Linked DNA regions of Zea mays: region 1 is linked to region 2. Evidence: chromatin contacts called from public Hi-C data. All regions are on one chromosome and are shown on one strand. The core of a region is the stretch at or near the end of the contact, and the rest is flanking DNA. Distances in the headings are between cores, read along the strand shown. Region 1 holds the start of LOC100216949. Region 2 holds the start of LOC100191398 (high-affinity potassium transporter).

Evidence for each region. Hi-C and Micro-C count contacts between places; a contact is called where the count stands out from the background.
Region 1: a contact with region 2 is called in a Hi-C map of tassel, with 2.1 times the contacts expected there. The contact joins the promoter of LOC100216949 here to the promoter of LOC100191398 in region 2. A contact is called at or near these places in 2 of 25 Hi-C or Micro-C datasets (ear and tassel).

Annotation. Positions count from the first base shown.
Region 1 is chr7:47,331,799-47,334,498 of Zm-B73-REFERENCE-NAM-5.0, forward strand. LOC100216949 reads left to right here and starts at 1,352. Exons shown (of 4, transcript NM_001359527.1): 1 at 1,352-1,592; 2 at 2,571-2,700. The coding sequence starts at 1,576.
Region 2 is chr7:46,667,117-46,669,816 of Zm-B73-REFERENCE-NAM-5.0, forward strand. It overlaps LOC100191398 (high-affinity potassium transporter), which reads right to left and starts at 1,328. Exons shown (of 10, transcript NM_001358446.1): 1 at 890-1,328; 2 at 339-488; 3 at 1-82. The coding sequence starts at 461.

The sequences.
Region 1 (2,700 bases), core at 102-2,601, 660 kb after region 2:
AAAGGACAATAGCTTCGGCTCGGATCAAGCAAAGAAATAAAAGACTAAATAGACCTTATTAGCTTTAGTTGCTTGTAAATAAGCGTTTAAGGGTACATATGTAATTTTGCTCGGGCTGCGTCCCGTGCTTATAAATAGATGAATAGTAACCCCCGTACTGTTCATGCTGGATTGTATTCACTTTCTTGCATCCACACTTTCGAGCAAGCGGAAGGTATCAATGTAACATTAACATTGTTTACATTCATTTCTGTTTTTATAAAATATAATAATAAACCAATTAATGAGATGCAGTTATCATATTTATCCTTTTGCATTTCTACTCACATATTAAATGATGAAGGTATGTCCTTCTTAACCTTCGTCTGGCAAAGCTTTATACCCACGAGGAGATAATGCTTCGGTTAGACGAAGGTCTGTAATGACTAATGATTATGTTGCCTTGTTCTTGATATATAGCATTTGAGAACAAATGACTAACAGATACACACAAAGACTCTCAGGCAATACAACTCACAGTGGATGTAGGGTATTACGCTCCGATGGCCCGAACCACTCTAACCTTTGTATTCTCGTGTTCTTCCAGCTAATTAGGCAATCCCTAGGCCTCCTCCTTATCTTAGGATCAGCACGCGTGCACTCCACCACTCGTTCGGAGGATTTTCTCTCTAACACCACTATAAATAGAAAAACAATGTCATGTATTAGGTGTGGTGCTAAACAGAGTGCACTGAGATTCATCTGCCTTCGAAGGTGTTTTTATTTACCTTCGTGTTCTCATTTGTAAGGCCGAAGGTAACCTTGTAATTATCTATAAGGAAAGAAGACGAAATTGAGTTGGTGTTTTATTTACCTTCGTGTTCTCGTTTGTAAGGCTGAAGGTAATATTGTAATTATCAATAAGGAAAGAAGACAAAATTAAGTTAATCGCCTAAGATGACTTGCTATGTTCTTTTTTGTCATAATTTGTTGTAAGGCCAAAGATAACTTCCATTCATCGAATATTTATCGGTCGCTAATTTATTTTTAACTAAACCACGGTGAATAAAAAACGGAGTAAGTACTGTCTCATTCTCAATAGAGTGTCATCAAACCTAACGCCTTTTACAGCAGCGTAAAAGTAAGGCAAGCTGACAAGCCCATGGGCCGATTGCTGTCACCGGCCGCGCCACGCGTGTCCGATGGGTTCGGCGTCTGGCGAACCACGCGCGCTCAACACGACACACGACACCACGAATCCACGATACGTGCGGCGCGCCGACGCGAAACCTCTCCGACTCTTGGTCTCCTCCCTTGCTCCGGATTGCTCTGGGAGACTGGGACCCATCCATCCAGAGTTGCGGGCTTGCGGCGCAGGAACCGAAACGAAAGCGCTAGACGTCCGCCGTCCCATTCGCTTTCCCCCAAGGCCTTTCTATCTGCAGCCGGTGCGGCGGCTGTGCTGTCTGCCTTTCTCCCGTCTCCGCCAACCGCTCCGCTAGCCACCACGCCCGCCGCTTTCCTGCCGTGGCCTCCGTCGGGGTTCCTCAACGGGTAACCCTTCTGCCTTCAACGCCTCCACCACCCATCGCTCGCATGCGCGTCGATCCCAAGTGCGAACCCCCTCCACTCTAGTCCTCTACTCCCTCCATCTACTTTCTCCTGCGATCAATGATCATCATCCCGTCGCCACGTCTTCTGTTGGCTCGCTTTACAGACGCCACTTGCGTCGCGATATTTATTTATTTTTCTTTGTCACCTCGATTGTTAGGGTTTACGGTCTGCAGGTCGGTATGCCCCAGCGCTCAATCGCCAATTTATCTGCAAGTCTCAGCACTTGTGGATAATTTGGATCCATGTGGTTTGGTTTCGTTCTACCGCCGTGCTCTGCGCTACACCGTTACCTTCGCCTTTTGCTTCGCGCATTGCAGATTTGGTGCCGCGTTGTAGATAGTTTATGTTTGGTCGAACCAGTTTCTTCCATGCAGAAAATAAAAAATATTGTTTGGACCACAATTGTTTGTTCCTTCGATGTTTCGTTGAAATAAAGCGGGGAAAGTTTTTATCTAAAAAATTGTTTGTTCTTTTGTCCGTTTACTGTTCCTAATCATCACTTCCGTACTTTTCTGTACTTGCTGTGGTCTCCACCCTTTTTGATTAGCCTTTCTTGTAATGGTTATTTCTTCCTTTGGTTGAACACTTGACTTATTTTTGTTTTATTCTGACTCGCTTCCTTCTAACGTTATTAAAATTAATTTTGACATCCTGCCATCACTGTTTGAAATACTGTATAGCCAGTATGTAGCTAATTAAATGTAGGGATGATATCAGGTGTATATAGAAGGCTAGCGCACATCTGCACCTATAGAATTCTGCCCTTCAAAATTAGATCTCACGATGGACTATATCTGGAGTTTTTCTATAATAAAACGAAAAGGCTAAGAGTGGGAAGAGTTTTTCTAAAACAATTGTGCACTGTTAGATCTGATTTTAAAGCCAGGATTTTAGGCCAGCCCTCATATGCAGCTGATAGGATCCCTTAAATGTCGGTGACAGTCGGTTCTCACTCATTTCACCTGTGGCTGTGCAAGGTCCGTTGGAATGAGGCACGAGGGGCCCGGGCTGTCAATTAGGCATGATGCTGCGGGCTCCATGGCAGGAGCTATCTTCATGTCCAACAGCGTCACAAGGGACCAATGCTTCCAAGCAAGCATTTTCGGT
Region 2 (2,700 bases), core at 78-2,577:
ATAAAGGTGATGTGCCTAAATCCCCAAACACCACACCAAGGCTTTGGAAAGCAAGTTGTAACAGCACAAGTGTAGGGTAGGACTGCAAATGCAAAAGGGGCAATAAGAAGAGGGCAAAACTACTGACCACTCATTACACAGACACTAATAATCCACTAGCATATAACCCGTGCTAACGCTACGATCCCGGGGAGGGGCCGACGCGGCGGCGACGCGAGTGAGGGGAGGAGGCGGGGGCGTTAGGGTCGCGAGGGGAGACTGGGGGTGGCGGGGAGGAGGGGGGAGAGATGAGGGATGATCCAAATATTTTAGAATAGAAGTTGTGAAATGAAAAGGACCTTTTCCCTGTACATATTTCTCAATCTGCCGGCCTCTGCATCCATGGGCTGATCGAGATTCCTTTCCAACTCCCACATCGCCCCCCTATCAGTCTGTTCATTTGTTGTGCTAGTAGTCTCCATGGGTTCAAACTAGCACGGCCTTGCAGCCTGCAGGCATCAAAAACATATCAGTCTATTAGATGGTGATAACAATCTTGAGCAGCAACAGAAGGGATAAGATGGCAATCTGTTTCGGTATCAAACTTCCATTAGCTTGTGAGGTAACAACCAGAATTCAGGATATCTGAGATTAACACATAGTTGTTCTAACGACAAACATCCACAGCAGATGAACATAAAGCCATCCAAAGAACAAAGTTGATTTCCACTACTTCCGGATGATGTGGGACAGTGCGGCGGGAGGGGGAAAAAAGGTGATCAAATAAAACAAGCATGCATAATTTCAGGTTCTCATGACAAACAAAATAGAAAGGAAACAGGGAATGATCAAATTCTGGTTCCATTTCCGCAGTATCTACCAACAATGGAAGAGAGAATCTGTTGCTGACCTTGCAAACTGAGAACAAAGCCCCAATGAATGCCCGGATTCCAGACTCAAGAGCACGCCAAGATCAAAACTTGAGCAGATTCGCGCGCTCCAAGCATCAGTGCAGGCAGCCGGCGACGAATCCCCGACCCTCCGAAAGCATTCCAAGGATTTGTTTTTTGCTATGGCGTCGTCGACCTCCTCCTATTCACAGCCGCGGGGAGATTCGACCAGGAAGAAGAGACGCCGCTGCCCTCCGGGTGCACGGAGGGGAGGAGGAGCGGACCCTCGCACACGGACCACACGCGGAGAGGCGCTGCCTAGCCTTGCCCTGCCTGCCGACCCCACGGCGAAGAGGATGGGGACTGATGCGATCGGTTTTTCTAGGAGAAATAATTGGCAAATCTCTTGTCGGATTGCAGAGCTGGTGGAGTGGACGGGGATTTGGTTGCATCTCGTTGCGATCCGTTTGCACTCAATAATAGAGGAGCATCAGCAATAATCTAATGCTAATGACAGGTGCACTCAAAAGTCAAATCAAATAATAAACAAGTTTATTAATCACTGATGTGATGCTGGTATCGGTTGGCGTGGCGTCAGGCTAAACATGGCAGAAGGAGCTTCTGTCATGTGAATGAATACATATAAAACTCCAGATGCATGTGCTATGATTAGCAATAAACAAGAATTAGCTGGAGTGACTGTAATTAGGTGTGCGCTGCAGCATGGCTAGTATATTTCAAGCTGAGCTATGCGAAAACGTCGGTTGTTGCGTACCAAACACTAAAACTAGAATTTTTATGGACTTCTCGTATACTATATAAAAATTAAACAATTTTCATTTGTCACGATCTAACCTTTATAAATAAATTAATTCTTATTGATTGTTCGACAAAAATTAGCTACTTTACTTTGCCCCGTGGCCTAAACGCGTGCCTTTGGGCGTGTTCGGCTGGCTACAAGCCGACACTGTTGCAGCTGTTTGGATTGCTGCAGCTGCAATCCATAGAGAGAAAAATACTGTAGAAGCCGCAGCCGCAGCCGGATTGCAGCCGCAGCAAGCCGCAGCGAACAAGCTGTTTACTTCTCATCTCCCTCTGCTCACTCTAGCGCCCGAGCCTCCCCCGCCGGTGACGTCATGCCATGTTGACGTCTAGCTCGGCGTCACATGTTATGGTGTTGAGCTTGCAAATAATACAATAACTAGTCGGTTGCCTGTGCATTGCGACGGCTTACAACAATATCCACGTAAACTATCCATCAAAAAAATTTCAAGAATTTTTATTGATTGTCTCCGCTCTCTGTATAATATATTTTTTGATTTGGCTAACTGATATTATTGTTTACTCCATGCAAATATGTCTTGGTACAACACGACCAATGAATTTATCGATTAGAAGAGAGTTCACAACGATTGACTGAATGAATAGAGATTATAAAATGACATAATTCCATCATACAGAGACCAAATAAGAGAGTTTGTGAGATCAAGTTTATAAAATAAGTCCCATGAAGTCAAACTTATAAAAAAGATATATCAAAATATGGAGTGATTGCTAAAGTCAGGCATCAATAAAAACGGGATGCGCTCTATATAAATTACGCTACTTCGTAGCAATTACTAACGTTTAAAACCAACAAATAACCTTTCATTTTGTTGTTAGTGTGACAAATCATTGTTGCTCCATCCAATTCAGCAACCTCAAAAACCATGTAGTCCATTGCGCCAATGTGGTCTCAGAAACGACCTAATGCTTGCAAGAGCAAAGAACGACGTGTCGTGCTTGGGCTGTAGCCTCGACCCGTAGTACTGGCCCGACCCGACACGATTAT